2 separate regions of the Sus scrofa genome follow, and region 2 is linked to region 1. The links are chromatin contacts, called in public Hi-C maps. All regions are on one chromosome and are shown on one strand. The core of a region is the stretch at or near the end of the contact, and the rest is flanking DNA. Distances in the headings are between cores, read along the strand shown. Region 1 holds the start of CDKN2C (cyclin-dependent kinase 4 inhibitor C). Region 2 holds the start of DMRTA2 (doublesex- and mab-3-related transcription factor A2).

Region 1 (5,797 bases), core at 2,273-4,772:
ACCACAAATGTGATGTGTCCTCATCACATCACATCAGGGACACAAAATATCAACATGACTTACTACTGGCAGTGTTAACCTTGATCCTTTGATTAAGTTAATCAAGATTTTTAACACTACTACTCAATTATAATGTAATTTATGAGAAGATTAATGATGCTACAGCATCAGACCCACACTTAAATAATCAAAAATATACTTAGTGATTTAGTGTTTAATGATTAAATGTTCCTTAGGAGACTAGCCTGATCCTGGACTCTTTTTAACTCATGGTTACAATTTATTACAGGGAAAAGATACAGGCCACAACCAGCCAATGTTAGAAGCACATAGGGACAAATCTGGGAGAGTTCTAAACACAAAACTTCAGTGTCCTGGACTCTTTAATGGAAAAGGCATAACATTTGGGGACCCAAGACCTGAGTTCACATCCTATATCCACTACTTGGCTTTAAGTCACAATATCTATAAGCTTCAATTTCTTCATCTGAAATATCTTATTTACCTCATAGAGTTGTTAAAATTAAATAATGTGTGCATTATATTTTATAACTAGGAAACACTATACAAATGATAATTGTTATTATGTTTAACCTTTTGAGATGCTTACTGGGCATATTTTTTCTTACTTTACAAAAAGACTTTCATAAGTGGTGTGAGTACCCATACGAAAAAGTCTGCTGAGTCTCAGAAATAAAATGCCAAAACCACAATTATGAAATGATAAGAAGGCCCCCTGAGGGTACTAATCTGTTTCCTACCTCTGTTGGATCCATAAATACAATAAAAAGAAGACTTTGGAACTATGTAAAGAAATTGTAAATACCATATACACATACCTATAAGTTAATCATTCAGAAACTATGCATATTTGAGTTAATGAGAGGAAAAGCACAAAATAATTTGATTACAGTATTTCTATGAACCCTTTAAAGAGCATGAACTGCTGCAAAGAAAAAGACTTCCATAACTTAATATTTTATATCGAACTAAAAGGCTCTATTTCTGCGTTTGTGAGAATGAAACATCAATAAAATAGATAATTATGAATGTTTCTTCTACACTATGTCATAATAGAAGCTTATTTAAGGCAGAGATACCTTTGAATCTATGAACTATCACTCAATTAATATAAGATTTACATTGGAGGTCCTTTGTAGTGCTTACTTATGCTTTCTGAACTAAGAATGCAACCTCTATGCTGCCAGTTGTGTTACACAATAAGCAAACAAAGCATATGTTTTAAGACACAAGGAAAGCCAGAGTGAAAGCAAATGAACAGAAACTTCCTTAAGGAATTTAATACTGCAGTAAAAGCACCTAAGTAGTCATCATGGGAAAAATCAGAACTTTGTTGGACTTCTTTACACTTACTTTTTAAGTTTTGTGTTATTTTGATTTATGTATGAGGTAAGACCATGGGACATCAAAATCTTTTCAGTGATTAGGATCTCCGAAAATCTTAATCCAGCTCGTGTATGCATCTTAAATTACTATAAGCTTTATTTATTCAGTTATTCAGCAAAAGTATTTTATTTCATGGCAATTATAACACATGTATACCTATACTTTACATAATGAGTACAATTTAAGATTCTTCCTGGAGTTCCTGTCCTGGTGCAGCAGAAGCAAACCCGACTAGGAACCATGAGGTTGAGGGTTCGATCCCTGGCCTCGCTCAGTGGGTTAAGGATCCAGCGTTGCCAAGAGCTGTGGTGTAGGTTGCAGACGTGGCTCAGATCTGGTGTTCCTATGGCTCCGGCATAGGCCAGCAGCAACAGCTCTGATTGGACCCCCTAGCCTGGGAACCTCCATATGCCGTGGGTGTGGCCCTATAAAGACAAAAGACAAAAAAAAAAAAAAAGACTTACTATAATCTCTTCTTTTAGCAAGAAACCATAATAAATGCTAGAAAGCAACATTCATATTTTTCAGAAACCATAATAAATGCTAGAAAGCAGCTTTCATAAATTACCGGTTATCTCTTATCAGCTAACAGTTCTACTATATCATCACACACCCCAGCTGTACTGAAAGATTACATAGTAATTTCCCAGAACCATTTATGTAAATTGTATTATCTGTGGTATTTACTGGTATATATGGAATCCTAAATCTTCTATTTGAAATATCTAAATACATGTAAAAATAAGAGGAGTTAATTTCTTTTGCTATAGTTCATTTTTCATTCACATTTCAAGCTTAGTTACCTAAAAAAAGAGCTCTGGTTATTTACTTTTTTTTTTCTCACCAATTCGGTTAAAGAGAACACTGCCAGATTCTTCCCAGTTTCAACTCTCCCTCTACAATCTGTTGCTAGATGATTATCCAGATATTGTTGGTGTGTTTTTTGTTGCTAATAGTCCCCGTGTACTTCAAGGAGCTGGGTATAGATGTTGCTTGAGGATATTATGCCTGCTATAGGCCAGTAATAGTTAGACCACCTGTCTTTTTTTTTTTTTTTTGCTTAGTTTCATTTTGACCACTAGGTGCACCATGCAGCAGTGCTGGATATTTTTAAGAGCAAAAAATATAGAAAGCAGTAGTTGATTAATCTTAAATAGCTACAAGAGGAAGTAAAAAGTACAGAGAACTGGTGTCCTGATGACTGACCAGGGAAGATACGATTCCTTTACATTTACATCCCCCAAAACAAGTCTCATCTAAGAAATTAAAGAACTGTGACAGTAAAGAAATAGTCTTGTTAGAAAACCCTTCCCAGGACTTATTTTTTATTTTGCTTTAAAGTTAGTTGCTTTTCTCCCTTTCCCCAAAGAAAGGGAATATTTCAAGTCCCTGTAACATGAAGGCTTCAGAGTTCGTCATGATTTCTTACCTATACAGTGCCTTCAGTTTTCGCAAAAAATAAATAAATAAATAAAATAAGAGGAAGAAGGCTATAAAAGACTTCTCCTTTTTCAGAGCACTGTTTTTGCTGTCATTTGGGTTTCTCCCTCAACCCCTGCAGCTACCTCTGTCCATCGTGGCCCTGGTCGTTGATCTGGCAGGTGCGAGGCCGCAGCTCTGGACTGAGAAAAGGAGGCCGAGTTGACACGGCTCGCGCCCCAGAAGCGGCGGCAGCCGTAGGCCTGGCTGCCCGAACTTCGAGAGCCTAGCGCGGGAGCGCGGAGGCGGGCCGGCCTGCCCCGCCAAGCCCGGGGAAACACTCGCTTCGGGCCAGCTTTCCGCCTTCCAGCAGCCAGACCCACCGAGCTTTGCTCTCCACAGCCTTAATTAACAAGCCTCTTTCACCCCACCTCCGCCCCACCCCCGCTCCCGGCCCCGGGCAGCCCGGGGTTCCGCAGACTCCATTCCGCCCGCCAGTGGGAAGAGGTCAAACCCTGCTCCACCGGGCCGAAAGCCGCTCGAGCTGGGGCCGGGCCTCCGAGCTGGCGGGTGGGAGCCAGCGCAGGAGACGGAGGGAGGAATGCAAGCTGCTAACAGGCTAGAAAAAGGGCGCCGGGCAAGGGGCGGGGCGAGCCCGGCCGAGAGCTCGAGCGCCGCCAGCGCGGAGGGCGGGGCGTGGGCGGCGCCCTGCGTTCCCGCTCCCGCGGCCAGCAACTCTGCAGAGCCTCCTTAAAACTGCCGTTAAAATGGGGGCGGGTTTTTCAACTCAAAAAGCGCTCAATTTTTTTCTTTTCAAAAAAAGCTGATGAAGTCGGAAAAAGGGAGAAGAAACCGGCACCGTCTCTGCAGCAGCAACAGAAGCAGCAATTGTTTGAGCGAAAAAAGAAGCAAGGGAGGGAGGGAAGGAAAAGACCAGAAAGGGGCACGACGCACAAGTGTCTGTAGGGGTGAAGGGAGCCGGGACCGGTGATTTGAGGGGGACCAGCTACAAAAGAAACTGTCACTGGGAGCGCTGCGGCTCTGGAGGAAGCAGTGCTACCCGGCTCCGCTCCGGGCACAGCTGGCTGGCGGCCTCTGCCCTTTCGGCGCCACAGGCTGGGGGCACAGGCCAGGGGACCGCGAGAGGTTGGCGAAGTGGCACCGGGCGCCGAAGCCGTTGGGCTTTCCCCGAGAGGGCAGCGGGACTGGCTGTGCCTTGGAATTGTGGCAGCACCCCATACTCAAAGCTTGGCCTGGGACCTCCGGGGACCCTCGCGATCTCCAGAGGACCTCAGAAAACCGGGAAAGGAAGGAAAAGAGGCGGCGGCGGCTGAATGAACTTCTGCAGTAGGAAGTCTGAACTGGCTTGGTCGTAGGCGGGAAGTTCCCGGTGGGCTGCCGTGTGCGACCGCGATGCTGCAGCGCGCTGCCTCAGCGGACCCGGACCCGTAGACGCTTCCCGCATCGCTCTCCCCCGTCCTCGCTTCTGGAAGCCCCGGGACCCTGTGGGGCCGGCATGACCGGCTTGCCGGGGACCCGCCGCGCGCCCGGCCGTCTCCGGAGACGCGCGCCGAGCCTGGCTCCCACGGCCTCTGAGGCTCGGCGGGGCTGCGGTAGCCGGGCGGGCGGGCTCCGGAGCCCTCCCGCGCGGCGTTAGCCCGCAGCTCGGCCCGGACGCAAATAAAGGCTCTTCCCGAGAAGCCAAGGCCACTGAGGAGCTGTTGCGATCTGTAACTTGAGGGCCACGGAACTGCTACTCTGGTTTGCTTTTGGCGATCATCTTTAACCCCCAGAGCACGTCAGCAGCCAGCCACCGCGGCGCTCTCCCTGCAGCGGAGGACGCACGACTACTCTTTCGGCGAGACGGATGGAGACCGAGTCCCCCCGAGGACCTGCCCTGCGGTTCTGGCTCGCGTGGCTCAGGTCACCACCGTGAACAAGGGTGGGTGAATGCCTTTTCTTCCCCCAAATGTCTCTTCTTCCGCAGTATTTTCTTCCCTGATCTAGTCCCTTAAATCTCCGCACACATTCCTCACAGAGATTAGCAGTGTACGTACGTGACAGCTCAGCCTACATTTTACGTCCAGAGTAATTTACCAGGAATATATGTGTGTCTGCATATCTCTCTGTTAATCACTAGACTTCTTCATAGGGGTTAAGCTAAAAAGCGAGGAGCGGAGCCCCTCTCCAATGGCTCAGTTTTGCTGAATAATCACGTGTGAATCGAGGGGCGGGCTTTTGGCAGGCAGATCTTACTAGTATTTACTACCAAGCTCTACTCCAGATTAACCATCCCAGTCCTTCTGTCAGTCTCCGATGCCATCATGCAGCCTGGTTAGGAGCAAAGGAAAGGGGAAAAAGAAAAACAACTAATTCATCTTTTCCCGATCGTCAGGACCCTAAAGAATGGCCGAGCCTTGGGGGAACGAGTTGGCGTCCGCAGCTGCCAGGGGGGACCTAGAGCAACTTACTAGTTTGTTGCAAAATAATGTAAACGTCAATGCACAAAATGGATTTGGAAGGACTGCGCTGCAGGTTGGTATCCAGAGAGGTGGGGAAAACAGGTCAACAATGTTGCCTACGTGACCCGGGTTTCTAGAATAATAGCTTTTAAGCCTTCAGGGGTACAAAATTTCACTGTTTTTAAAACTAGTTGGTTGCCATATTTTATATCTTTAAGTGGATCCAACTACCCAAAATGACGTACTTTGAACGAACTCGTCAAATCCAATAATATCCTCGATATCAACTGGGTTCCAGGTTTGGTCTTAATTTTTGGAATGTTTTTGTGATGGTGGGGATTGTAAAGCATTCGTAGCAGCGCGGAGTTTTTTATTTTTGGGTTTTTTTTTTTTTTAGACAGCTCTGTAAACACATTATTATGATTATTATTTGAAGTAAATACACTGCTATTAGTGGTTTCCGAACTTTGCTCCAATAATTGACTTTAATGTTAATTTTCTTGACTACT
Region 2 (5,797 bases), core at 2,194-4,693, 450 kb before region 1:
TGACCCTTTTCCTACATCTGTTGCCCAACACCTTCAGCCTTCCTAGTCCTGCCCTGCCCTGGAGAAGTGCCTAGCCCAGGGTTCAAACAGGAGCCAACACAACTTGCACCCATACCACACACTGTATAGAAGGCCTCACTCCATCCAGGTGATTCCAAGGGCCAACCCAGCCCTGGGTGGCCTCTCATCCTGGGCAGCGCAGCCTGTAAGGGAAGGCGCCTTGGGCATCTAAAAGATCCCCAACCTCTCTACAGGCAAAAGTAAAGCCTCTATTTCTAATCCATCCTTTCCCAAATTAAGACCTAAGAAGTTCTTCCCTCCCGAGTTGGGAGCTGAGCTCCCCACAACCCCAGGACCCCGGCCTTACTTCCACCCTCCCCAGAAAAGGTCTAGGTGGGGCCAGACAGGAAGTAGAGGGGGAAGAGGAAAGGGCATCGAGAAAAGCCGGAGAGCGCGAACGCTGAGAAAAGGGAGACAAGTGGGGAAAGAAGCCAGAAAAAGAGTAGAGAGAGGCGAGCGGTTGAGTGCGGACCCTTAGGAACGCGAGAAAACAAATCTCGGGGTGGGGGTGCGAGTGGGGGGTTGGCTCGGAGAGGGTCGGATTTCTTTGGAGAGTTGGGAAGGAGCCGAGGAACGGCAGCGTGTGGAGAGAGAGGCGCAGAATGAAATAAAAGATGAAACACGTGGGCTTCGGCGCTGTGGAGAAGACTCAGCGAGGTCAGCGAGGAAGGTGGGACCTGCCGGGGTCTGGGTACAGGTGATAAGGGGAAAGCGTTTACATTTGGGCCTGCGGTGAAAGGAATAAAGTGCAAATGCTTCAGAAAGGGGAGGAAGGCGAGTTTGTGTGTTTATGTCCCAAATCAGGCTGGGACAGTTGGGGCGTTTGGAGAATGGGATTCCACTCATCCTGTACGGGGACAAGTCCTTGGGCCGCGCGCCTCTGGACCCCCCCCCCCCCATCCCTGCTCCCCTCTCCTCACCTGAGCTCCCCGCGCCCGCCGCGCCGCCTCCGGTCCCTGCGGGCGCTCCGGCTCCCGGCCCGCCGCCGTCGGTGGCGCACACAGAGCCGAAGACCTCGTAGGCGGGTCGGGGCGGGATGATGCCGTTGGCGGCGGCCAGCGCCAGGCCCTCAGCCGTGCCGTAGAGCAGCTGTAACTCGCGCGCCTCGTTCTCTTCCTGCGCCTGCTGCCTGCGCAGCGCCACCTGCGCCGCCATGACGCGCTGGCGCTCGGCGATGAGCGTGCACTTGGCGCACAGGCAGTCCTTCCAGCGGCAATAGCGCTTGTGGCCCTTGAGCGCAGACACCACGCCGTGGTTGCGGCAGCGCGCGCACTTGGGCGTCCGCGGGTACTTCTCCGCAGCCCGCAACAAGAGCGGCGGCGCCCGCAGCAAGCCGCCCGCCACGCTCACCGGTAGCGAAGCGGCGGCCGCTGCCGCCGCCGCCACCGACGCCACCGAAGCCACGGGCGGCCCGGTCGCTGTCGCCGCCGCCGTCGCCGCGCCGGGGACGCTGGGCAGCTCGGAGCGCAGTTCCATGGCAGGACCTGGCGTGGAAGACCGTGGGAAGAGGGGAGAAACTTGCGGTGAGGAGTACACGGCGCGCTAAGCTAAAGAAATCCAAGCTTAGACAGGGGCATTTCAGCGGCAGCGGAAGTTTGGCTAGCGGTTGCCAAATTGCTGGGAGGAGGTGCCGTTGGAGCCCCCTTGTAAGGCCCAGCTCTCGCACCCCACTCCCACCAGAGCTCTTCTTCTTACGACTGATTTATGCACTGGGTGTAAGATTTCGTTTGAATCAGGGGTTCCGCTGGAAAAAAATTAAAAGACAAAGTTTGAAAGTCACTGGTTCAGGTGAATGCAACGAGGGTTTGAAAATATATATATATTATCCAAAAGTTTAGCTTAACCGAGGTAGAGCAAAATGTTTGTTGGGACTCGGATTAGATGAAAAATTTTAACCCAACAACTAGATTGATGCCAAGAGCAAAACAGGACAAACCTCAGCGGAAACATTTGGCTTAGGAGAAAGGTGAAGAGGAGGGAGATGTTGAGACATAAAGTTCAGCTGGTTGGGCTGGGGGATTTTTTTTTTTCTTTTCTTTTTTCTTTTCTTTTTTTTTTTTTTTTTGCTGGTGGGAGAAGGAGATTTGGAGACAAAAAATCAGGAAAAAGAAGAAGAAGAAGCTCTAGGAAGTGAAGTGAAACAAACAACTCAGGGCAAATTTAGGCCAAGGGGCCCAGAGACCCGAGGAAATGTGGGGGCTCCAGGATCCGAGGTACAGGCCTCCAGAGAGTAAGAGAGAAAATGATTGTGGAGCTGAGTTTAGAAGGCCTGGGAAGGAGGATTAAGGAGAAAATCCAGCAGAAGAAACTCTTTGGCTAGGCAAACCCAGCCCAAAGATTAGCTTGAAGGGCGAGAAAAACAGCAAGAAACAGGTGTTATGTGGGTCTGGGACCCGGGGCCCACACGGGGGGGGAGAGGCGTGTACAGGAAGAAAAGCCCGCAGGCATAGGCTGGGGGTGGGGATGGAGTAAACCTGTGGCACAGTTTTTAGCCTTGTAGTCTGGAGTAGTCAGGGGAGGAAAAAATTATCTTGCAAAAGTTAGGCTTTTTGGGAGGGAGATCCTTTTCGCTGACCAGCATTCCCGGCCTTCCCCTCCCCTCCCGGTTTAGGGATCGAGCCGTCAGACACGCCCTCCCCATCCTGGGGCCCCGTGGGACCCCGCTCGGGAGCAATTCCCGAGTTCTGGCCCCGGAGTTGGGTTTCTGGGACTTGAACGGCCCAGCAGACAGCACCGAGGCATGAGACTTGCCTCTGGAATTGGGTCTGAGAGAACACAGGCGTCCTCTCTGCGACACGGCACAGAAGGCCCAAGCAGGCCCAACTCTGAGCTTCCGCCGAGGCCTCCTCTGGGTCCCCGGTTCCCCGCCAGAGCCCGGGACCGAATCCTGGGGTTTCCGCTCAAGAATCCAGGACCCCGTCCCTAAGCGCGGTGCCTCTTCCCTCAGGCCCCTCGAGCTGCGCAGTCCCCACGGCCGGAGTGGCCCGGGGGCCTCATCGACAGGGGCGGAAGGCCAGGCCGCCTCCCCTGCCCTCCCTGCGGCCCTCAACTACCTGCCGTGGGCTGGGGGATCCTCCTCCGCTGGCGCTGCACGCGCCTCCCAGCTCCGCTCGCGACGCTGGCGCTCTCGGCCTCTTCCCCTTGCCCCCTGGCCCCTTATCTGACCACGTCACCCTCCTTCAGTCACCATGTCCGAACTTCCGGACCCCCTCAGAACGCTGCGCTGTCCAACCCTTCCGTCGGAAATCGGAGCCAGGGGACCGTTTAGGGATCTGCTAGCTGGAACCCTCGACCCGGCCCTCGCCGCGCGGCGTCCCCTCTCGGAGCGCGCCGAAAGCTGCGCACAACCGGGCCCCAGTTGCCGGGCGCTGCCAGACTCTCAATGAGCGGCTCGCCTGCTCTATTGTTGCTCCTTAGGGCTCCATTAGACAGAATTGGACAACAATGTGGCGCCTGCCATTGGCCAGGGGAGGCAGACGGCGCTCTGATTGGCCGGGCCCGCGCCCGGGGAGCCCCGCATTCTACAGTGTCCGAAAGATTCGAAACTCCAAAAGCTCCTCTGAGTGCCTCGGGGAGGGGAGGGGAGGGGAGGGGGCGCGCCAGGGAAGGAGTGGAAAAAAGTGGGCAAGGAGGAGCGTTGAAAATACCGTGACAAGTAGTTTCCGTGTGCCCGAGAGCGTGTGAATTGCTCTTAATTACCGTGTCCGATGCGCCTCTACGTAGACGTGTGTAACCCCTCGGTTTCTGGGGCGCGGGCTCCGCTGCGCCGCTCCCACTGGCCGGGGGCGCCTGGCAAGACCAACTTTCCCAAGTAGCGCCGGCGACCGGGGGCGGGATGGGGGCAGGTGACAATTACCGCGGTTGGGGTGGGGGTGGAACGGGGGCGCAAGGGTGGAGAAGGGAGGGTACTCGTGGCATAAATGCCAGGACGATTTTTCCTGCCTCCGTCCGGCTGTTTCGGCATGCTCCCGAATCCGATGCGTGTGGGGTAGTTGAGGCAGTTTTTTCCCCCCTGCTGCCTTTAAAACGCAGGTCTTCCTTTATTTAAAAAGTCCTGATACGACAAGGCATCACGGAGGGTAAGTGTGGTTTGAGGAATTTCGTTTTTAAAAAGGATCTGGAAAGGAGAAATGAGATTGCGCTTCCTGTCGGCGCCCGCTGGAGCCGTGCGCTCTGTCCTTTCCTCTCCCCGCCCCCCTAACTCCGTCCTTCTGCCCCATTTTGCCTTTTCCTTTCCCCACTTCTGCAGCATCTAGATATATTTTCCGTGGTGGTGGGATTCTTTTCCGCGTTGTTTTAAGTTCAGAGTTTGATTTTCTTTTTTAAGCGAAAGTAAAAAACTGTCCTGTTTCCCCAGATCCTCATGGACGCAGGACGCGCACCAGTCTCAGTCCTTCTGGTCCGGAGACAAGGTCGCCGCGGGCCCCCAGGAAGAGTTTTAACTTTTGCATTACTCTCCCGTCCTGACGTCACGACCCTGAGGAACAGTTTAGTCCGCAGAAGAGGTAACAGGTTTCGGATTTTGTTTCCCTTTTCAATGGCAACATCTGGAATTAATGCCGTGGTCCTCCGGCGGGATCGCCTCGGGTTTCTTTAGCTGTGATTCTCTTTGCTTTTTCCTTCTTTCTTTTCCTCGTTCTAATTTTCTCTCTCCTTTTTTATTCTCCACCTTTCTCCCTCTCCTTCAGGGTAAAGAAAATTCGTTTAATTCATGAGAAAAATGAGTTTTCCCGTCGTTCTCCCTCCACTCCCGACCAAGCGTTTTCGCGTTGCTCTTTCGAACTTCCAGGGCCACCAGGCTCTAGCCCGCTCCGTCTGAGGGGCGGCCGTACTGGGCATGCAGACTCGGCCGGAGGCCTGGGGATGTAGCCCCTTCCACCTGGCAGGTCTGCTGCTGCCAGCCCAGCCGGCTCTGCTGCTAGAGGCTGGGGATTGGGGTAGGAAGGCGCAAAGAATCGGGGCTCCACCGCGCACCGCGGAACCTCGTGCAGATTCCCCCAGGAAGCCAACCTGAACACCTTGGCTGGGGGCGGGGGACGGGGGTTGGGAAGCTGGCTGGTAGGCGGAAGAGCCGCACAGGGTGCTTCCAGAAAGTTGACCCGGCCCGCGCGGGACGAGCTCGACCTTAACAGCCTGCGATGGTGATAGAGACTTGGCTGATCGCTCCGATTAAATTTCACTCGCCGGAGCCTGAGAATGTTTGGGAGAAAGGGGTCAGCTCCTGTTGGGTCGCCCGCATGGAATTCGGGTAAGGGAGTGAGTCTGGAATAATAGTCCCGCAGGAGCATAGGACCCAGACACCACCTTCCAACACCTTGAGGTTATGAGGTCAAAGAAATCTATGCGTTAATTGCACCCTGGCAGGGGAGTGGGTGGGGAAGAGAGGACAGGCTCTGCTAGGGCCCAGGCGCCTCCCCCCAGAGCTGCCTTGCACTAAGTTTTCAGAGACACTTTTAAACCCCAAACGAAATGAACAATAGAAATCTGCCTAGCTTCCGGGGTGGAGGTGGGGTGTTGCCCCAAACGCCCCTCCTCACTCTTGAGGCCCGGCCACTGTGAGATTCCCCCACTGTGGTCCCAGTGATCCTGCGGCAACCTAGAGTCCAGCGTCCTGTTTTCCCACTGATATACAAGGAACCTCATTTTCTTAGGCTGTGGAGAGGGCACATCCTGGAACCCAGCCCAACGAGGTTGCCTTGTGTTCACAGCCGAACAGGCCTGGGACCCCACACCTTTC

The links. A called contact is a pair of places that touch in the nucleus more often than the background predicts.
Region 2: a Hi-C map of epiblast stem cells shows a contact between it and region 1, with 4 times the contacts expected there. The contact joins the promoter of DMRTA2 here to the promoter of CDKN2C in region 1. A contact is called at or near these places in 5 of 47 Hi-C or Micro-C datasets (brain, embryonic fibroblasts, epiblast stem cells and 2 more).

What each region holds. Positions count from the first base shown.
Region 1 is chr6:161,164,406-161,170,202 of Sscrofa11.1, reverse strand. CDKN2C (cyclin-dependent kinase 4 inhibitor C) reads left to right here and starts at 3,522. Exons shown (of 3, transcript XM_003127980.4): 1 at 3,522-4,768; 2 at 5,222-5,361. The coding sequence starts at 5,233.
Region 2 is chr6:161,614,292-161,620,088 of Sscrofa11.1, reverse strand. It overlaps DMRTA2 (doublesex- and mab-3-related transcription factor A2), which reads right to left and starts at 3,443. Exons shown (of 3, transcript XM_003127981.4): 1 at 3,114-3,443; 2 at 981-1,544. The coding sequence starts at 1,536.